7 separate regions of the Mus musculus genome follow, and regions 1, 3, 4, 5, 6 and 7 are each linked to region 2. Evidence: chromatin contacts called from public promoter capture Hi-C data. All regions are on one chromosome and are shown on one strand. Each heading gives the region's core, a stretch centred on a gene start, on an enhancer-like site or on the middle of the called end of the contact. The rest is flanking DNA. Distances are from core to core; before and after follow the strand shown.

What was found. Promoter capture Hi-C pulls out the DNA fragments that hold promoters and counts their contacts.
Region 1: a contact with region 2 is called in a promoter capture Hi-C map of liver, with 2.8 times the contacts expected there. The contact joins the promoter of Agpat2 here to the promoter of Setx in region 2. A contact is called at or near these places in 1 of 39 promoter capture datasets (liver) and 1 of 9 other capture datasets (liver).
Region 3: a contact with region 2 is called in a promoter capture Hi-C map of liver, with 3 times the contacts expected there. The contact joins the promoter of Fubp3 here to the promoter of Setx in region 2.
Region 4: a promoter capture Hi-C map of pre-B cells shows a contact between it and region 2, with 4 times the contacts expected there. The contact joins the promoter of Ass1 here to the promoter of Setx in region 2.
Region 5: a contact with region 2 is called in a promoter capture Hi-C map of pre-B cells, with 3 times the contacts expected there. The contact joins the promoter of Surf4 here to the promoter of Setx in region 2. A contact is called at or near these places in 1 of 39 promoter capture datasets (pre-B cells) and 2 of 9 other capture datasets (adipose tissue and liver).
Region 6: a contact with region 2 is called in a promoter capture Hi-C map of liver, with 5 times the contacts expected there. The contact joins the promoter of Med22 here to the promoter of Setx in region 2. A contact is called at or near these places in 3 of 39 promoter capture datasets (erythroid cells, liver and pre-B cells) and 1 of 9 other capture datasets (liver).
Region 7: a promoter capture Hi-C map of hippocampal neurons shows a contact between it and region 2, with 2.0 times the contacts expected there. The contact joins the promoter of Snhg7 here to the promoter of Setx in region 2. A contact is called at or near these places in 2 of 39 promoter capture datasets (hippocampal neurons and liver).

Annotation. Positions count from the first base shown.
Region 1 is chr2:26,602,713-26,605,679 of GRCm38.p6, forward strand. It overlaps Agpat2 (1-acylglycerol-3-phosphate O-acyltransferase 2 (lysophosphatidic acid acyltransferase, beta)), which reads right to left and starts at 1,705. Exons shown (of 6, transcript NM_026212.2): 1 at 1,317-1,705. The coding sequence starts at 1,498.
Region 2 is chr2:29,123,693-29,126,507 of GRCm38.p6, forward strand. It overlaps Setx (senataxin), which reads left to right and starts at 1,300. Exons shown (of 26, transcript NM_198033.2): 1 at 1,300-1,857; 2 at 2,160-2,271.
Region 3 is chr2:31,571,242-31,574,079 of GRCm38.p6, forward strand. It overlaps Fubp3 (far upstream element (FUSE) binding protein 3), which reads left to right and starts at 1,410. Exons shown (of 18, transcript NM_001033389.4): 1 at 1,410-1,712. The coding sequence starts at 1,629.
Region 4 is chr2:31,468,875-31,471,688 of GRCm38.p6, forward strand. Ass1 (argininosuccinate synthetase 1) reads left to right here and starts at 1,396. Exons shown (of 16, transcript NM_007494.3): 1 at 1,396-1,465.
Region 5 is chr2:26,931,968-26,935,060 of GRCm38.p6, forward strand. Surf4 (surfeit gene 4) reads right to left here and starts at 1,544. Exons shown (of 6, transcript NM_011512.3): 1 at 1,308-1,544. The coding sequence starts at 1,355. It overlaps Stkld1 (serine/threonine kinase-like domain containing 1), which reads left to right and starts at 2,089. Exons shown (of 19, transcript NM_001379463.1): 1 at 2,089-2,145. The coding sequence starts at 2,131. It overlaps Gm36591 (a long non-coding RNA gene), which reads right to left and starts at 1,301. Exons shown (of 2, transcript XR_374179.1): 1 at 1-1,301.
Region 6 is chr2:26,909,008-26,912,012 of GRCm38.p6, forward strand. It overlaps Med22 (mediator complex subunit 22), which reads right to left and starts at 1,635. Exons shown (of 4, transcript NM_001033908.1): 1 at 1,286-1,635; 2 at 1-66. The coding sequence starts at 1,408. Rpl7a (ribosomal protein L7A) reads left to right here and starts at 1,800. Exons shown (of 8, transcript NM_013721.3): 1 at 1,800-1,823; 2 at 1,999-2,119; 3 at 2,415-2,564. The coding sequence starts at 1,821. It overlaps Gm23969 (a small nucleolar RNA gene), which reads left to right and starts at 2,254; the gene lies at 2,254-2,327.
Region 7 is chr2:26,638,452-26,641,605 of GRCm38.p6, forward strand. It overlaps Snhg7 (small nucleolar RNA host gene 7), which reads right to left and starts at 1,793. Exons shown (of 4, transcript NR_024068.2): 1 at 1,607-1,793; 2 at 979-1,020. It overlaps Snora17 (small nucleolar RNA, H/ACA box 17), which reads right to left and starts at 870; the gene lies at 739-870.

The DNA.
Region 1 (2,967 bases), core at 455-2,954, 2.5 Mb before region 2:
TCCAAACTCTCCCAGTCCGCAAACCTTTCTGTCAAATTGCTTTTCTGAACCTCAGTCCCATCTGTTGCCCAGGCAGAGTAGCATCTGCAACCCAAGCTTGGCTGGCCTAGGCCAGGGAGGCACGAGATGGGGATGAGTCCATATGTGGACTGAGCAAGCCTCCACCTCCTAGCTAGTCAATCCCTTTCTTTTCCACTCACCCCTCTCTACGGTCATCCCTGGAGGATGTCATGCTTGCAATACTCCAAGGGCCCTGCTGTTCCTATCTCAACTCATCGCCTTATGAGGATTTAAGACAGGAACCCTAAGACAGGGTGGGGAGGTGGGGAGCAGGCCTCCCCACCCTGTTCTATGCACCGTGAAAAGTGCATAGCTAGGGCACCCTTGTCTTCTGTGCAAGGGTCTCCTCTGCATGTCTGCTCCCTGGGACACTGGATAGTCACTATAAGCACCTGAGAAATGAGGGCTGGGACCCACAAAATATGGCTGGTCAGGACAGCATCCTAACCCCAAAGACGACCAGATACAGCCGAGAGTCAGGAAACCATCATTCACAGTCCTTGTAACTACCGCGGGGGAGGAGGGGCTTCAGGGGCACAAGGTCCGAAACACCCAGGCAAGGCCAAGGCCAGGACATTGCAAAACCCACCCTCTCAGCAGTCCAAATGGGGCAGAAAGAAATGTAGCAACAGTCTCCTGGGAGTGTGGACAGGGAGAAAGGACTAGAGGCTTTTTCTCTCGGGCAGCCCCCATTGCAGGACAACCTAGCCTGATCTCCATACCTGTACCTTTTGCTTGTCCACTAAGCTTCCCTGCTCTGGGAGATGGGCAGAGGAGGATTCTGGCCACAGCCTCCTTCCTTTATTGCTAGCAAGCCAGGTCCAAAGACAGTTCGGCCCCCACCCCCCAGAAGAGGAAGTTAATGACAAGGAGAACCTGTGGCTACAACCTGGGCACAGGTGTCTTCTAACCGGCAGAGAGGTGGAAGCACGGACCGGAAGCCTGGCTAGGCTTCGGTTTCCCTGCTGGTGAAAGTGGGATTGGGCCTGTCCCACCTTCGCTCGGCCCCCTCCCTCTCCCAAAGCTAGCGGCGCGCGCAAACCCGACACTCCACGCTGCGCGCAGGGGGCGCCGCAGGGCCGAGCCCTACAAGCGGCGCACATCGTGACACGCGCCCCTGGGACGGGAAGCCGCGTCGTCGGAGGCTCCGGACCGTGGGGACGGCGGGGCGGGCGGGGCAGGAAGGAAAGAACGCGAGGAGCTCAGAAGTTAGGAAAGCGGAAGCGCGCGCCCATCCCGGCGTCCGGCCCCCTTGCCTCATGTTATCCACGGTGCGGCCGCCGTGGCGCAGCAGGCAGACGATCGAGGCCGCGGCGGAGAAGGACAGGCAGAGCACGCAGTAGAGACCGACCTTGGCGTAGAACCTGGCTGTGCGGCTCAGCTGCACAAGCAGCAACAGCAGCAGCAGCGCCGCCGTCAGCCATGGCCACGGGTCCATGGCGGCCGCACCCCAGCCCCGACGGCGCCGCCGCCCTCCACCCGCCGCCCGCGCCCCTTTTGAGGAGCGCCGAGGGTAGAGGGCGGGCCAGGCTGGAAGCCCAGAGCTAGGTGCGGCCGTCCCGCCCTGTTCCCGCCCCTCCGGGCCTGGCCCTGCCGGGGGGCATCGCGCCCCGCTCCGCCCCGCCGCGTCCTGGACGCGGACCCCGCCTCCCTCGGCCCTTCGGGTGTCACCCTCTCCGCCCCGCCCCTCCCTGCCACCCTGCCCCTTGCGGCAGGACATTGAGGTTCCCTCACTCGTCCCGCGGCTCCCATCTCTGAGCTGCCGGGTGGCCTGGGCTCTGGCGTTGCCTCCCACGCCCCTGCACCGGGGCTTGCGGCCACAAGTCCCCAGCCTGGCACCGCAGCTCCCTAAGGGTGTGCAACCGACCTAAGACGTGCCCATTATGCCAGTCTTGTCACCACACAAAGGACCATTGACCGGCTACTGAGTGACCAATGGTTACCTGACTAGGCCACCTGGCTGGTGGCCTGGGCCCTTTAGGTTCCCTTGAGCAGGGAGACTGAAGCCCTATTCCCATGATGCAACGAGCTGGGGGAGGCAGAAGGAGTAGTGAGAGTTTTGGAGTGGGGGTGTCTCTGGGGTAATGTGGCACCGGGGACCTTCTGATGCCCGGCCAGCAGTGTGGATCAGGCGATTGTGTTCCCATGCGCACTGTGTTCTAACCGCCAGCCTGTAGTTGGTGCTCACTGGGACACTTGTAGTAAGAAGCCTTGGGCTTGCAGGCCAGCCATATACATCCTTCCTGATCATGTTCTCAGAGCAGATGTCAGTGACAAAATGCATCTAGCTTCTTTTTTGGTGAGGTTGGTCTGCACCTAGGTGTGGAACTCAGCGATGGCTGTAGATATTAATGTGCCCACAGGCTCCCCTATATCCAGGCATTCTGAGAGAATCTCTGGTTTTCTCAGATCCGGAGAGATGATAATTTTAATATCTACCTATATAACTGTGCTTAGCTTTTTTTTTTTTTTTTAGACTTATTTTATGTATGCGAGTACACTGTAGCTATAGGTTGTGAGCCTTCATGTGGTTGTTGGGAATTGAATTTTTAGGACCCCTGCTCGCTCCGGTTAGCCCACTCAACTCTGGTCAACTCTGCTCCCTCAATCCCTGCTTGTACACCAGAAGACGGTGTCAGATCTCATTACCGGTGGTTGTGAGCCACCATGTGGTTATTGGGGCTTGAACTCAGGACCTTCGGAAAAGCAGTCAATGCTCTTACCGGCTGAGCCATTTCGCCAGCCCTGTGCTTAGCTTTTAAAGCAGGGCCAAAGCTGTGCCAGGGTGGGTAAGGAACCACCAGGAGTCACTCCAGCTTCAGGCTTCTGTGCTCATGAGGTTGCAGGCAGGGTGAGCTGCAGGGTTTCAGCTTCTCTGGTAGAAGACCCAGATATGCTTGGAGAGAA
Region 2 (2,815 bases), core at 50-2,549:
TGTGTTTCTTACACTCAAGAGTAACTTAGCATTTATGTCCTTTCACGAATAAAGCATGGTATATTGCTGAAGTCTGAAATCTGGGTTACGAATTCTGCCAGGATCTGTATCATCAGGGACAAGGAACTGCGGGTAGTTTCTATCATTTCCCCTCATTTCTGAAAATTTCAGTTAGCTATCAAGAGTCTTGTTTAAAAAAAAACTATCATAAATGTGTTACTTTAAAAACCATGCATACATATAGTGCTTCTAGTTTGAAACCACTTTCTGCAACTTTGATTTTGATAGAAACCTTTGACGAAATGAAAAAAAAGGGGGGGGGGAGAAAATAACGGTCAGCTTCAACTGCCGCTTCCTGATTGGCTAAAGCCCCTCTAACGGTCATCTGCTGCCTTATAAACCACACCCCCTTTTCTGGAACGTTCCTTAGAGCTTTACCCTCGTGCTTCAGGCGCTGGCTTCTCATTCTGCGTTAAGGTTCTCCAGGGTAGGAAGGTCTCTGACCCACCTGCCACCTCTAAGAGCCTTGTTCTTTTCTGTGGCGTTGGCAATGGAACCCAGTGTTACAGTGTGACAGGTGAGTGCTCCTGAGTTACTTTCTTGCACACTTTCCTTTAAAAAAAAAAAAAAAAGGAAAAAAAAAAAAAGAAAAAGAAAGAATGTTAACTTTTAATTTTTGGTTAATTTAGGCCTCCAAATCGCTGACCTCCAGGTCTGGAGTTGAAACCTCATCACACCCTTTCCTTTTTAAAAAAAAGAATTATTTTAATTTTAAAATTTTGGTGAATGTAATGTAGGCCTCGAAATCGCTTTCTGTACGAGGCTGGCCTTTGGGCCTGGATGCGCTGGCTTTAAGCCTTCTGAGTACAGGGACCACAGGCTGCCGGGCTTGTAAAGTGATTTGTTTTTTTCCTAAATTCCGTTTTTGAGGAGGAGAGGTTTTGGGCCACCCAACTGTCCTTTGGGAAATCTGACATGACTGTGTTCCATTATCGGAGCCTGTTCTGGGTCGGAAACGGGCAGAGCCCTCGACTTGGGGCGCCCTTGCAGAATCACGCACACATTTTATTGTTTAGGTTTCGGACGGAAACGTGACAGACGTCGCGGACGTTGGGGAGCGGAAGAGCCCAAAGGGAACCAGCAGGTAAGCATCTCCCCGAAGAGGGTCGGGGAAGGGGCGGGGTGAGAAAGGGGGCGGGACGAGGAAAGGGGCGGGGACAGGCTCCTCGGCTAATTTACCGCTCCTTTGGACGGGAGTCCTTGATTGGTCGGACTTACCCCCCTCGTTCCGGAAGTGACGCCACTCAGCGGTCAGGCCGGTTGTTCCCCGCTGCTGCACTTTCCACCTCCCGTCCGCCCCCATGGTCCGCCCCCTTGGTGTACCACAACAAGCCGGCTCTGGCGGGGGCGGGCTGAGGGCGGGGTCCGCTCTCGCGGCAGCGGCGGGTTGGGCGTTGGGCGTCGCCTTGCCCTTCCGTCTGCTGTTCTAGCGGGGGGCATGGAGGTGGGTTAGCGCGCTGCAGCCGGGCCTAGCCGGGGTGAGACGCGCCGCGGACAAGCCGCGAGCGGGCGAACGAGCAGGAGAGGAGAGCGCGTGCGCGGTGAGGGGCGCGCGGCTTACTGCCGTTGGGAACTTGCGCGCGGCCTGCGGGAGCGGGCGCCTGCTGTGACCCTTCTGGAGAGCTGCGTTTGGTGAGAGCGGCGGCTTGCCGCTGCTACCAAGGGCGGGCAGCGCTTGGTGTTTCCTGCAAGCGAGGCCCGCCCCCGGATCTCTGCTGTTCTGGCATCAGCACCGCCGGCCCTGGGCAACGATGTACAGCGAGGACCCTTAGCTTCGGGGCGAGGGAGGCCTCCCGGGTAAGGATCCGACCCTCTGTCCTGGCGTCGCTTCCGCATGGGCACCCGGACGCCCTCCCCGCCGTACCAGGCGTTGCGGTGTGGACAGCCTCCCGTACGCCCACAGCGGATGTGATCAAGTGCCTATTTGGCCCCTGGAGGAGAACAGTCCCTAGGGAAGTTGGGGGGGGGGATCAGTGTTAAGCCGTTCCCCCCAGTAGTGTGTGGATCTAACCTGACCTAGGTAACTCATTAGATGACACAAGGCCCAGGTGAGATGCATAATGTAAGGGACATTTTATCAGTTTTTATTTTAATTTCAGAAATGTTCTTTTTGGGGGCCAAAGTGTGAATCTGTCTGAATGCAGAGCCACATCTCACAGATAAGCCCAGCAATCACAAAGAGCATCACTTCTCTGTAGGACCTTGGTCAAGGTAATTGTCTTATTAAACAATAACTTCTTTTTTAGTTATTTGATAAGTACTAGAGTTAAAAATGTGGCATAGATCCATACCTTGACATGCCCTCTTCTGGTGTGTCTGAAGATAGCTACACTGTACTCATATAAATAAAACAAATCTTTAATTTTTTTTTTAAAATAAGTCTAATGTGTGCAGTAACCTCTGGCAGCATTTTGTTAGGAATTTTTGGAGGTAGGTCAGGTGAGGCAGAGAGATTAGACTTAGTAATTCGGGCAAATGATGAAAGAATAGGAAGACTCAAGAAAGGAGGAGTGCTAGACTCAGATGCAGCAGAGGAGAGGGACAAGGTGATCCTGAGGTTACTGCTCTAGAGATGGAGTTGGTGTCAGCACTCTCAATGGAGCACTTAGTGAAATATTTATTTTTTTAATAATTTACTTTTTATGCATATTGGTGTTTTGCCTGCATGTGTCTGTGTGAGGGTGTCAGATCTCCTGGACTGGTCGTTACCGGGAATTGAACCTGGGACCTCTGGAAGAGCATCCTGTGCTTTTAA
Region 3 (2,838 bases), core at 160-2,659, 2.4 Mb after region 2:
CTGTCTAAGATGCTTCCCCTGTCCTCATTGGACAAAATTCTTTACGTATTCATTGAACAGATACCAAGCGCCAACCAAATCAACAGGGGGTTTGTAATAAGTGTTAGATAAAGAGACCCTGGATAGAAGAACATCCCATTTCTACTCATCAGGGCCAGCCAGTTGGGAGTATGGAAGAGTGGACAGTGTTTCCTCAGAGGTTGGTAGGACAAACGTCAAGTAGGGCCAAGTCTGTCCTGAAGATTGAAACTCTGTGTTTGCTAAACTCAAGCATAGATGAAGTGAAAACTCTCCACCATCCAGAGTGCCAGCTTGGTCTCCCCTACGGGTTTGGAAATGATCTGTCTAAAGTGATCAACCTGTGCAGTTTGGCCAGCTTCTTTGATTTTGCCATAATCTAGGAATCATTCAGAGTCAGCGATATTCAACTTAGAATTAGTTTCCTAAGCATCTGCTATGTGCCAAACTCTAGGAATCCAAGAAAAAAAAAAAACGAGAGCCTCAGGGTTGATGAGGTGGCTCCGCGGTGTGGGTGTTTGCTGCCAGACCTGATAACCTGTTTGATTCCCGGGACCCATATGGTGGAAGTATATAACCAACTCTAGGGAGTTGTCCTCTGACTTTCACATGTATGTGGTGACACATTCTACACGCACACACTGAAACGAAGAATGGAAGGAAAGAATAGTAAATTGAGTTTCAAGTAGCTAGCTGCGGGTGACCTAGAACATGACCTTGAACTCCTGAACTTCCGTACAAACCCACTGCCCATACATATTGGCACAGTGGGGTGTAACTTTTTGTTCTGACGGAGGCAGGGGGTTCTGAAGTGAGACTCCCCCCTTTTCCTTCCCCTCAAGCATTCAAACATTCCTAAAGATCTCTTGCCTCAGCAGGCCCGGAAGCAATGATGGTCCCACGGTATTTCCTGTTACCCGGGTGAAAGAATGTGAAAGAGGACACCAGGCTTCTTTTGAGCAGTGTCATCAAACCGATCCTTGGCAAACTGATGGCCCATTCTGGAGCCTGGGACTCCCTGCAGCAAAGGCGGAGCCCTGCCGTACTAAGGGTCCTAGTACCAAGTAAGGTGCTCAATCTCAGTCAATGCAGCACACCACGACCCCACTTCGAGAGGGAGGGGGCTGCCAGTGCACCTCGACGGCTTGGGTAAGGTGTTGGAAGAGCCAAGTCCAAGTTTCTCCTCCGTCAGGTGGCAAAACCACACAGCGGGGGACTATAAGGCCGCACCTGCGCCGCGGTGGCGGTCCCACGCTTGCTAAAGGCCTGGGGCCCACGCCTTTGGAGGGCGGGGTCGCAACCTGGTCTTTTTGACGGACATCTGCCTGTGCCCAGGGCAGGCCCCCCTCGCGCCACGGCCACGCCCCCACTTCCGGCCGGACAGCGGTCACGTGCTTTGAGACCCCGCCTCACAGACGCTGCTTTCCCCCAACCTATCTCTCTCTCTCTCTCTCTCTCTCTCTCTGTCTCCCTCTGAGCTAGCAGTGCCTTCCCTTCGCTTCCCTTCCGCCGGAAGTGGGGCGACTTTCCCTTTCCGGCTACGGGTCCCGGAGCGGAGTGGGAGGCCGGACCGGGGGAGCCGAGCGACGGCGGTGGCGGTGGGCTTGGCTATGGCGGAGCTGGTGCAGGGGCAGAGCGCTCCGGTGGGCATGAAGGCTGAGGGCTTTGTGGATGCCCTGCACCGGGTCCGGCAGGTACGGGCGCGGGAGGCCGGGGGCGGGAGGCCGCTGCGCCGACGCCTCCGGTGGGCGCCTAGGGCCGCGAGTCGCGGGAGGCCCGGGCGGTTCCCTCGGGAGCTCCGGGGCCAGAGGAAGCTTTTGCCAAGCGCTCCTGGCGCCCGCGCGCCCGACTGCACCCAGCGGCCTGCTCTCCATGATTCAGATCCCAGCAGGTCCTGGTTGTAGACCCCAGGCATCCATCTCACGCCCTGGACGTGGCTTCTGCAGCTTTGGGAAACCTCGCCTTCCACTTAATGCATTTCAAGCATATTGGAAGAAATTCGAGGATATTTTATATTTGAAATTCTCTATTTTGCAGAGAGAAGGGGAGGTGTTAAGTGGGTGGTCCTCGAGAGTTCCTTCTGGCGATTAGTCTTAACTCTACTGGGAAGAGTGTGGGATGGACTCGTTCGGACCGTGAAACTACCATCTGGCAATATTGTGCGTTTTGTCAGTGAAACTGGCTTTTTAGAGGACTTAGGCTTCTCTGAATGAATATGGGACCTCTCTGGCTCCTGGCATGGTGCCTAGTACAAAATTGTCCTTGTATTTTGCCTGAAACTTAGTGACAAGTTACCCCGACGCTCAAACTTTCCTCTATCCAGTGATGTTTATCTTCTCTGACTTTGTCAACTCTCTGGTTCTTTGAAAGTCGGGCTGTGTAACTAATGACGGTTTGGTTCCTAGTAGAATACCTGCCACAGGACTCATTGTTGGGAGAGTTTGACCGGTCACGTGAAAATGGGGTCTTTTCATCACTTTCCAGTAGTCCTTCGAGGAAACCCTACCTGTCTCCCCTATACTTTGCATATTAATACTGATGGTTCTGTAGACATTGTTTTATAACCTACCACAAATGTTGGACTCACCCAAAAGTTTCTCTGGTGGGTTGTTACTGCCTAGTTGGAGCAGTGAGTATCCAATAGTGTGATGATACTTCAGTTACTCCATGATTGTAATGGATGACCTTGCGCCCAGCTCCGCATCCACCGCTCTGCTCATGGGCATGGTTTTCCTTTGCTGGACAAGACCCTGAACCCTGTTTTTCACTAGTTGGTAAGATGTACTGGATCTCTCTCAATGCTAGAGTGTCAGAGCCATC
Region 4 (2,814 bases), core at 146-2,645, 2.3 Mb after region 2:
GGCTTTTGGGCTTCGGGGCCCAAATTCTGCTATGCTCTGGGCATGCTGTGTGGCCTTGGGAAAGATGCACCCTCTCTCTGTGCATATATTTCATAAAGGTAAGATGGAAAGCTTCTGGGCCAGCCCTAAGAAGCCGAGTCAGCAAATGGGGACCAATGGCCTCAAAGTGGCTCAAAAGTTGCTGGCATGTTCTTTTCATTGACCTCACTAGTCTCCTGTCTGTGAGGAAGGTCCAGAGCTGGTCCAGTGACGCCCGAAGGTCAGCTGTTCTAGTGTCACTTAGCAGAGAGATGCCTCAGGCTGTCCCCTGGACGTCCGTCCCCACCTGGCTCTCTGGAGTTTCTAACCAGCATGGGCTACGTTTAGCTTGGAGGACAGGGCCAGGAGCACAAAAGAATCCTGCAGCTAAAGTTTGTAAATGTGTCTGGCACCTTCTCCCTCCTAGAAGCCCCCACAGCTGCTGTTTCTGACCTTGAACAAAAATCAGGAGACCGAGTAAGGGGCTTGGCTGGACCCCAGAGGGCACCCAGAGTCTCAGGGCAAGGCAGTAGTAAGGAAAGCTGGGTAAAACATGGGCATGGAGCCGTCTGAGGCTTGGAATCTAGGCCTGCCTGGGGGATATGATCTTGCCGTAATCCTGGGTGTTGAGGTTCACTGGGGCAGGGGCTGTCCTGTGTGTTGCAGGGCTCAGGCCAGGCTGGGAAGCCTCTGGCACGGCTTTCTGGCTCATGTGGGCCACAACCCCCGGGTTCACTTTACAAGCCAGCAGCTTCACCTCTGTGAACCTCAACCTTCCCCATCTTCTGATGGCTCAGCAGACAGCCAGGCTTTGATTCACCATTTACTGGGAGCCCACGGCGATCTGGGCAGGTGCCAGGCCAGGACGTTAAAATGGCATCCCCAGCCATCCTTGGCCAACTCGTTTGCATTTTCTTGTGAACCCTTAGCTCTGGCTTGTGGGCTAGCATCAGGGAAAGCAAGAGCCTCTGAGGGGCAGATGCTTCAGTCTTTAAATCGAGTGGGGCTACACAGCCTCTGAACCTAAGCAATTTGCATCTTCACTCCCGCCTTGCAGCGCTTTCAAGGGTTCTTGCAAGACAGCTGCGATCAGCCTTGCTAGTCACGCGGGTTCCAACCTCTGCCGCCCTCCCAGGCGCCACCAGCGGGTCAGGATCAGGGGACCTAAATTGCAAGAGCCCACGCCCGTGCGCCCCCGGGAGGTGGTGCGGGCGCCAAGGGAAGAGGGAGGGGCCAGCGGGAGAGAGCGCGGGGCCACGCCCACCCGCAGGTGGCCTCGAGCCCTGAGAGGCTCGGAGCGGGGGCCGGGCCCGAGGGCGGGGCCTTTCTCGCGCCCGTCCCCACGTGTCCCAGGTTCCTGCCCCCCCCAGGCCCTGTGCTTATAACCCTGGATGCGCGCCTCTCTCAGCCCTGCTCCGCCGTCTGCCACTGCCGCCTGGGCTCACTGGTAAGAAGTTCCGGGCCCTTCTTGGTCCCCACTCTCTATCCAGGGTCTCATGACCAAGGAATCCCAGAGGGAGCGAGCAGCTGCAGGGGGTGGGCTCAGGGCAGCCCCCGAGTGACCGCGCAGTTAGTGGAAGGAAGGAGGCTGATGTCCGGGGCGCTGTGACGCACACGTTCCTCCTGCCTAGGGAACCCATGTAGGAGAACGGGTCCCAAGGTCTCCGGAGCAGGAGGACTATGGAGGTCCCCCTCTGGTTTTTCACGATCCTCTGTGTGCTGCGAAGGCTCCAAGTAGAGTCCCGGAGAGTCCAGAGGGTTGGGGGCTTCCGAATCCCTCTCCCTGGATCAGATTCGCCGATCTATGTTCAGGCTTGTTTCTCAAAGTAAGCAAAAGGTCCAGCCCCTCTTTGCCCTTAGGGGCTTGGGCGTGTGCCTTTCTCCTGAGTGTGACAGTACCCTGCTCTGGTGGACACGCGAACCCTGCCTACCCGTCCCGGGTCCTTCCTAGGCTGTGACTGGTTTCTCTTCTCCGTAGGGTGCAATGCCAGGCTCAGTCTGGGTGGGGCTTCTAGACAGGTTTCCTGCTAGCTGGCTGGCTCTTTGGGAGGAGCCCCTTCGCAGGAAATGTCTGTTTCTGGCTTGTTAACGGCTTGGGCCCTTCTCTGGAAGGCAGGCTAACCGAGAAATCGAGGGAAATCTTCTCCAGGAGAACTAACCGCGCTCTCAGTATTCCCCTCTGTGAAGTGGGTCTGTCAGGCTGTCTGCAAGTGCAGCTGGCAGGAGCAGACCTGCCCTTTCCCCAGGGGTAGAGTAGGAAAACCCTTCCTTTGATCCCTCGCTTTGCGGCTCCTCCACCTGGCAGGTGACCCCTGACGTCAGCCTCCCAGCTCCAGGGCTGCCAGCCTTGTGCCTGGACTCAGAACTCTTGCTGTCCAAGAGTTCAAGTTCAGTGAGCTGTTTTGAGAACTGTGGCCAGGGTCTGCCCACTTGCTCACTGGGTCTGGGATGAAGACCTGAAAAGACAGGGTCCCGTCCCCCCCCCCCCCCCGCAACCCTCCCCAGCCACCTACTCCCCCACTCCTCCACCCCCTCCCCCGCCCCAGACAAGGCTTTCAGAAGGAAGAAGACAGTGGAGAAACCTAAGAGCTGGGCTGGGCAGAGACTGGAATAGCCTCCATTTCAAACTCCCCCTACCCTCTCCCCCTCCCACCATAAACCAGCCAAGTCTGGGAGCATTGGAAGGGCCTCAGGGCTGCCCAAGGAATTCTGACTTTACCCAGTGCCCATGGAGTCCATAAATGAAGGGCAACTTCTGTCCACTACCCACCTCCTCCACGCACATAGTAGGACAGA
Region 5 (3,093 bases), core at 294-2,793, 2.2 Mb before region 2:
TGCCCTGGACACCAAGCAGTAGGAGACCCAGGGTTTCCTCCTGGGTGGTGGACACTGGCAAGTCCAGGAGCCCAAGCCAGTTACTTAGTGGGAGTGGCTACTGTATTCCCCACAAAAGCCTGTCCAGTCCCAAGATTTGGCTTCTTTCATTTAAATCAAAACAAAGTACATGGAGGACTTCATAAAAGATGAACTCTTTCTCCAGTTGAAATCTATCATTAGATAGTTGGCAGCTTCTTGGAGATAATTCATCTGATCTGGGTTGTGAAATCCACTTGCAAAATGGTGGGTTTTCCAGCTGAAGATCCTGAGGTGAGCCGCTCACAAACTTGGCTATGAAGCCATCTTCTTAGAGAGCTGCTACTCAGGAAGATAAAACTGGGTCACTGAGAATTATGTCAACGAAACCCATCACAAGAGGAAGACCTTGGTCCATACAATTTTAAAATTATGTATTTAATGCAAAATCGTGGCATTAGAAACTTTTCCAAAAGGGGTAGAAATGCCTTTAAAAAGATCAGCTCACAGGAAAATGGTTCAACAGAACTGAAGGTGAACATGGGGAGGTGACACCCCTCAAAAGGAGGGGTAGAGAAGCTCATTTGAAGATGGTCACACACACCCAACCTTCGAGTACTCTAGGCCAAAAAATGCCTCCTCGTATCACCGACAGCCACGAACACACTAAGTGAACCAAAACTGGCTGGCGGGTGGGCCCCGGCACCATTCAGCCTCCAGGGCTAGTTCAGGTTATATTATGACTTCGCAGATCTAACGGGACAATTTCAGAAGTCAAAGCCTCACACTCACACAACTCCCACCCCATCCGTCGAACTTAATTGTAAAAAGTGGTGCCACCTGCGCCTCTCTCCGGCTCTAACCCTGCCCAGCTAGTCGCTCGGGCCCAGACTCATCCCAGGCCTTCCCTGCGGTTCACAAGCCACCTGTACACTTGGGAAGGCGAGCCAAGGGGCAGGCTCCTCTCCTTCGGCAGCGTGGACCCAGATCGGGCAACCGGAGCAGAGTCCACGCAAAGAAGGAAGGGCCAGGACGGTCCTGGACAAGGGCGGAGGGGCCACGCAGCGGGGCGCACAGAGTACCCCCTTCCCCAGAGGTCCCCAAGGAGCCGCCGCGGTTCAGAGGGCAGAGGGCACAGAGCAGCACCGCGGGCCCCGGGAGCCTCCCTGGCCGCCACCCCCAACCCCCCGCCCAGCCTCCCCTCGGATTTCTCCGTAGAGCTAGGCAGGACGGCGAGGACGGGCGTCCGTGGGGCCGTGACGGCCAGCGGGCTGTGGGGCAGGCCGCACCTGGTCGGCGAAGTCCTCGGCCGTGCCCATCAGGTCGTTCTGTCCCATGGCGGCGGCGGAAGGCTCAGCTGGCAGGTCCTGGGCGCTCGCGCCTGCTGCGGCCTCCACAGGAAGTACCCGGCGGCCGGCCTCGCTGAGCCGCGGCTGCTCTAGCGGCTGCCACGTAGGCCAAGCCTTAAAGGGACCGCGCCTCCCGCCGCGCCCCGCCCCGCCTGCCGCGCGCCCTCACGCTCCAGGCCCCGCCCGCCACGCTCGAGGAGCCTGGCGCCGGCGCACCGCCCTTCACGAACAGGCCCCGCCTCCGCCGCGCGCCCTTCACAGGTAGACCCCGCCCCCACACCCCAGGCCCCGCCCCTCCAGCCCCTACGGACCACCCCTAGCCCTTCAGCCTCTAGAACCCGAAGCGCTGACCACTTTCCACCCTCACCAAGCAGCAGGTCCCGCCCACCGTGCTGGTAGACTTCCTGCCACCTGTGTCTCCCGCCCGTAGTACTTGCGGCCCCGCCTGCCGCGTCGTCAGTCTCTGCCCCGCCCTCCACCCTACCCAACACACCGGGGCCCTGCCCTTCGTCCGAAACACGGCTCCCTATTCTCTGTGGCTTCTTTAAGGGGCATAGTACGAGTATGCCATGTACGAGCCAAAGTGCTAAGCAGACACGCCCCGGGTTGAGGGTTATGGAAGGCAGGTGGAGGGGCTGAGGAGGTGGGGTGGGCACACGGAGCAGTCACTACCGAGCATGCTCAAACGAGGGTTCGACTACCGGCCTGGCTCGAGGGCTTTGCCCGGTAGTAGGACAGTGAGGCAGTGTCTCCACGAGATACCATGGAAAAATATCAGGTGCTGAGATGCCCCCACAACCAAGGTCCAGTGTCCTTGGGCAGCGGGACAGGTCCGAGGGCCACACAGCCAGGCCCAGCCTCCATCACAGGGTGACCCTATGATCCCCGCATGTTTCCTCCTCCGAGTTCTCCTCCTTTGAGTCCTCCCAGGGCCTCAGTTTCCCTCTAAAATGATGACCAACCCCCAAGTCTGACCACTGGTTGGAGAATGGTGCACGTGCCCTTCCCCTTCCCTCCATGTATGGGGTCTTTAAAGGCAGAACCTGAGTGGTTGTTTTTTTAATCGCTTTTTTCCTCACATGTCAGCCTCATTAATTGTTAGACTCGGCTTATAAAAGCTTCAGTTTCGCTCATTTTCTTTTCCTCTTTTCCAGTATTCTTTGAGAGAAGGCTTACATGCGTTAGCCAAGCAAATGCACTTCTGATGGCCAGAAATGTTTAGAGAAAAACAAAAAACAAACCACTGCTCACTACCTGGGCTGAGCTCCAACGGACACCCTGTATTCCCTGTATGCTAATTATCCTTCCCGTACTGCCTACATATCTTGTCCCCTACCCCACGCTGACAGTGGCCTCTGTACTCAGGCCTCAGCCACCTTCTACCTGACAGCACTGATCTTGTAGAGTTCTGGCTTACAGACCAGTTCTGAAGGTGTGGCTTCAAAGATGAGCTCTGGCTCAGACCCCAGTCCCACAGCCACAGGCAAGGACCTTGCTCCTAGGCCCCAGTATCTATCTCTCAAGTGAATTGTAGGCAGCACCAGTGCAGGTTACAGAGGATGGCTGGGAAGCACTTCCTTCAGTACTGTGCCCTAGACGAAGCTATGACTGCACCAGTTACACAAATCACAGGCCTTGTTTGGATGTTCATTTTGGCGAAGGGTACTAGATGGGGTATCACTAGGGTTAAGAGCCACTTCTGCCCCCAGCCCCACCCCCCAACTGT
Region 6 (3,005 bases), core at 385-2,884, 2.2 Mb before region 2:
AACGTGCATCTCATAATTGTCCTGTTCGCCCTGAGTAGCCCGAGACACCTGCGTCTCATCCTCAATCTGAGGGCAAATAAGAAAAGCCTAGAATCAACACAGGGAGCAGCCACCTGGCTTAGCTGCCACCGCCGCCGCCGCCGCCGCCACCCGCCTTCATGTCTTTACCATAGCCTGTCAGGCCTTCCCGCAGATCCAGAGCCTACTTCCTGTCTAGACAACTGGCAATGTCTCCAACCCCTTCTTGTTCTCTGGGTGACGATAGGTTACTTCATGTCAAAAGGACACTGCCCAGTCTTTGTGACAGTTTATAAGAAATAAAGGGCTAGAGAGATGGTACATTCAGTTCGATTCCCAGCAACCACAAGGTGGGTCACAACCAGCTGCCATAGGATCTGATGCCCTCCCTCTTCTGTCTGATGTTCTCTTCTGTCTTGCAGGTATAGATGCAAATAGAGTCCTCATATACATTAAATAAATCAATCTTTTAAAAAGACATTGACTTATTTAATGTATATGAGTTCACTGTTGCTGTCTTCAGACACACCAGAAGAGGGCATCAGATCTCATTACAGATGGTTGTGAGCCACCATGTGGTTGTTGGGAATTGAGCTCAGGACCTCTAGAAGGGCAGTCAGTACTCTTAACTGAGCCATTTCTCCAGTCCTTAAATAAATAAATCTTAAAAAGAAAGAAAAGATGTTCAATAAAGGATTAAAAAGACAAACTTTCTGATCTCTGAGTTTAAGCTTACAGGTGGACCAGCTGGAGCCTAACACAGACCTCAGTGGGCTTGAGGCTTCTCAGAAATTATTTAAATAGAACAGCATTTCTCAACCTGTGGATTGCCTTTCACAGGGGCTGCCTAAGACCATCGGAAAACACTGGCATTTACGACTCAAAGGGTAACAACAGTTCTGTAGTTGCAACAAAAATAATTTTATGGCTGGAGGTCACCACAACATGAGGGTTGTGGTGTTTAAGGGTTAAACTCACCAGTCATCACAAGAATCTATGGCAAGGGTAAACCTCAGCCCAGGTGGCTAGTGCTCAGTAACTAACGTAGAGCCCTGGCAAACGGGCCAGAGTTCTCCTCTCTGCTCTGTGCTTGTCACTATTTGGCTCTTCTATTTATCTGCTGTCCCATTACTTTTAACGCCTCTTCACTCCTACCCGCACCGGTCAGGTGAGTCACATTCCCTCTGCTTTCCTCACCCCTGTACCCAGGCCCCAGGGAAAACCAGTCCCAGCCTTCTCCAATGGCTTCGGAACAGCTACCACACACCTTGGCGGTCTTGATGATCTCGGTGAAGTTGTCCATGATGGACTTGATGTCGTCTTTGAGCCGCTTGTTGTATGACTGCAGCAGCGTCTCCTTGCTCTGGGGAAGGGCTCTCTGCTGGGCCATGGCGGGCCCTGGACGAGAACCAGTCTGGTCCGGCCCGAACCGAGTACTGAGGGCTGGGGACCGGGATTTCCGATACAACAGCTCCGTCCACGAACACACGCCCGGCAGCAGGCCCTTACGGCGAGGGAACAAAGCACCCGCACGCTCCTTCCCGCGGCTTCCGTTCACTCCTGGCGCCTCCCGCCGCCTCTCGGAGCCTGCGGTCCGGTGCCAGGGCCCGCCCGCCTGGACGAACGCGCAGCCGCGGCCCGACACGCCCCCGCTCAGGCTCCGCCCCTCTGTCAGAGTCCGAAGTGGGTCCTTGTCGCTTTAAATCCGAAATCCCGCGAGGGCGCCTGCTCTCGCGATATCTGCGGCCACTTACTTATCCCCCACAATTCCCTCTTCTTTCTTTCTCCAGCAGCCGAGCAAGATGGTGAGTGTCTCTGGGCCCCCGCGCTATCCGCCTCCATCCGCCGCCCGTCGCCCGTCAGCGGCGTTCTCCGCCGTCCCTGTCTCCTCGGGGTCCCTCGCGGAAAGGGAGCCACAGCGACCGACTCACAGGCAATGACTCCGCTGCCCGATGGCACGGGTTTCTCTCTTCCGTACAGCCCAAAGGGAAGAAGGCCAAGGGGAAGAAGGTGGCCCCGGCCCCCGCCGTCGTCAAGAAGCAGGAGGCCAAGAAGGTGGTCAACCCTCTGTTCGAGAAGAGGCCCAAGAACTTCGGCATTGGTAAGGAGTGGCGTCGGCGTGTCACAAGGGCAAGGCGCCTTGACGGGCAATGGACTGAATGAGAGCCGGGCACCGTCCCGAGCAGCCGCCACTGCGCATGCTCGGCTGGTGTGAGAAGGGGAATGGTGGTCGTGTGCAGATGATGTGACAGAATATTTGCTATCAGATGAGTGGTGATGACACTAGAACCACCAAGATCGCTGATGCACCGACGCCCTCCTGCCCTGGGTACTGCCTCGGCTGCAGGCCGGCCCGAGGAGAGGCCTCGGTCACAGTGTCCCTCTTAACTTCCCAGGACAGGACATCCAGCCCAAAAGAGATTTAACGCGCTTCGTCAAATGGCCCCGCTACATCAGACTGCAGCGGCAAAGAGCTATCCTCTACAAGCGGCTCAAAGTCCCTCCTGCCATTAACCAGTTCACCCAGGCCCTGGACAGGCAGACAGGTGAGGTTCCGGGCCCCAGAGCCAGAAACTGGCCCCGAGTTTGCCCTTACTGCAGTGCATGGCCACACTAATACAGCTATGAAGAGAGAGGTGGAAGGGGGTCCCCAGTCCCTCCACCTGGAATGGGCGGGATTTGGTGAGGAAGCAGTTGAGGAAGGATCCCCGTGTTGACCTCCTGCCGTCTCATCAGTGTACCACAATAGGGTGGTTTTGTTGGGGGATCAGGGTCTCTAGTTGTGGAGCTCAGCATTGCTGCCTGTTTCATGAGTGCTGGTATTAATGGCATGAGCCACAGCCATTCAGGGCTAGGAGGTCAGACACAACTTTTCAATGCCAGGTTAAGTGACAGGTTAGAATTGGGCCTGGGCGTGAGATTGCTGGCCAAGTAATAGCCCCAGCGCCTTTAAAGGGATTCAGGCTTAGAGTCCAATTGAATGTGTT
Region 7 (3,154 bases), core at 543-3,042, 2.5 Mb before region 2:
GTAATAAGCTCCACTCATCTCCCCAAAGAGAGGCTTTGAGGTTGTAATGGCTGGTTTTGTGCCAACTTGATACAAGTTAGTCATTAGGAAATGCCCCCATGAGATCCAACTGTTAGGCATTTTCTCAATTAGTGAACAGTGGGGAAGGCCTAGCCCATTGTGAATGGTGCCATCTCTGGGCTGGTGGTGGAACACACCTTTAATCCCAGGCCATAGAGAAACCCAACCTCTTGGTTGGGGTTGGAGTCTGGCTCGGTGGTTAAGAGCACTGACGGCTGAGTTCAATTCCCAGCTCCCCACCATCTAGAACAGGCTCTGATGGCCTCCTATGGCATGCAGGTACAGGCGGAGCACTCAGCACCCTTTCATGGTCTCCGCCTTGACTTCCTTTGGCAACAAGCAGCAGTGTAAGTGTGTGCGGAATAACCCCTTTCCTCCCCAACTTGCTCTTTGGTAATGGTGTTTCATAGCAATAAAACCCCTGACTAAGACAGATACATCCTTGCTTCCACCCACTGTTGTTTTTGAGACAGTCTCTTGACCCAAGCTGGTGGATAAGAGAAACATGTGCCACAACGCTGTGTCCCAGGACCTGGTTTCATGATTTCCAACAGATCAATTTCTCTGTAAACTTCCTCTTTACACACCAGCCCCTCTATTTGGTTTATGCAGAGCCATCAAATGACCTAAGCCAGTCAAAAACTAGGAGGGACAATCCCACCTCCAGCTTTCAGGAGTGTTGTCAGGCTACAAATCATTCAGACGTTCACAGGGCAGAACACTGAGCGTAGACATAGCCTCTTTTCTCTCTGCCACCTACTGACGCACATGTGACACAGCAGCCACACCTGCAACGCCTCTAGGAGCAGGGTGTCGATGAAGCAAGTGCTGGGTGCCACACCGTGACTGTTAATGCGAATCTTAGTAACTTTGAGTCAACTCACCTAATAGCCCAACTCACCTAATAGCCCAACTCACCTAATAGCCCAACAGGCGCTTTCTTTCTGGCAGGCAAGCTTCCTAGGGAAAGGAAAGGAAGAAAGCATTCTGCACACACCCTATCAGGATCACTTTGGGGGACTGCACTAGACTTGTATTTTATTCCTATTCCAATGGGTCCACATGGCTTGTCCTTGCTAAGGCTTTTTTTTTTTTTTTTTTTTTTGGTTTGGTTTTTCGAGACAGGGTTTCTCTGTATAGCCTTGGCTGTCCTGGAACTCACTTTGTAGACCAGGCTGGCCTCGAACTCAGAAATCCGCCTGTCTCTGCCTCCCGAGTGCTGGGATTAAAGGCGTGCGCCACCACGCCCGGCTAGGCTTTTTACAAATAAAACCCCTTTTTCTTTCTCTCCAACTCAGCGGCATTACACTAGACAGAGTACTGTCTCACATCTGAGTTATCTCAAGTTGGTATTCAGCATGCAGCAAATATAGACAGAGTCTTTCCCTGGTGCTCCTTAGCCCTACGAAAGGGAGACCGGTCTGGAGCCCCAACCAGGGGCTTCTGCGTTGTACTAGTCCAGACAGGAGCCTCGGCTTTCCTTCTCGGGACTTCTGGGGGCAGTCCACCCGGCCCTCGGGCACATCGTGAACGCCCTTCCCCTTACCACGCGGTTAGCCTGCTGCACATATTAGGGCGACTAAACTCTCAGAAGGAAAGCACGGTACATCTTCGTTACGATCGTCAGGAGACGCAGTCTTCCCGGTAGCCGGCCAAGGGTATATAGGGTCATCCGCGGCGTCCCAACGGTAACAATGGCGATACAAACATAGAGCCGCCATGGCTGCCGAGAGGCCGAGCATCTCCACGCCACGTCCTTTATAGTACTGACTACGGCAGCCCGCGAGGGACTTTCACTGTCCTCCGAGTGCCGCGCCCTCTAGTGGCTCCTTCGCTCCTCGCCGGCGCTTCTCATAGCCCAGTCGGTTAGAGGCTCATGGGACTCTGTACTGCTTGATCCTAGATCCTGCCTTTCCAAGCAGAACTCAGAGACTTATTTCGAGTGTTACCAAGCTCACAGGACTTTTCAAACGACCCATGAAGTCCTGCGCCTTCTTACGAAACTCCTCGTTTTTGGTGGGGGCAGCCTTGCTCTCCCTGTTCTTAGTGATACTAAAGCTTCCACGCAAAGAGGAAAGGCCAGCTCTGACGAACCAGAATTTAGGAGGCAAGGAGGTGACCAGTTGTTTCCTCTTTTACAAGGACGCTTTGGGGATGAGTCAGGAGGGAGCTCCAGGGAGTTCATGGATTCCAGATGTTTCTAACTAGCCCCGCCTGTGGGGTTGTCTGTGGATCTGAGGCACACAGCAGCTTTTAGAAGGTTGGCTGTCCTCTGCTTCAGGACAGTGCTGGAAGACAAATAATACACTCTGACTACTTGCTGTGTTGTGTCCCGCACAAGTACAGATTTGTCTTTTAAGTCCTGAAACTGATGAGGGCTCCCAGGTGATGGGGTGAATTGTGGGCCTGGGGACACACCATTGAGCACTCTTCTTTTACTGGTGGGCCAGCCCAGCCACACTTGTTAATAGTCCCAAGTTCTTGAACCCTTATATTGCCTGCCTGTCTGCCTTCCCACCTCCCTCTCTCCCTTCCTCCTTCCTGTTTTTTGATACGATGTCTCATATAGCCTAGGCTTCAAACTTGCTATGTAGTTGAAGATAAGTTGAACTTCTGATCCTCCTGCCCCTAACTTCTAACAACTAGATTTTGAGGGGTGAACTGTTATGCGTGGCCCAAAGCCTTGAAACTGGAGTTACAGATGGTTTTGAGTCGTCATGTGGATGCTAGAAATCAAACCTGGTTCACTAAGGAGCGGGCTCTTATCTTAGCCTCACGACTTGTTACCAGTCACTTTTTGTCTTAGTGATCTGTCTTAATTTCCTTTTCTGTAGCTGTGATAAAATACCAAGACAGAAGCAGGTTAAGCAGAAAGTGTTTGGGCTGCAGTTTGAGGTTGCAGTTTAGCATGACAGGGAAGTAACAGCAGTAGGCTTGAAGCAACTGGCCCACATGGCAGGTCAAGGATTAGAGAGTGATGAATGCTGGTCCTCAGATAACCCCTTCTATACTCCAGGATCCGAGCTAGGCCAGAGAATGGTGCCACACAGAAGGAGTTGGTCTTTCCATCTCAATTAACCTAATCAAGATAAGC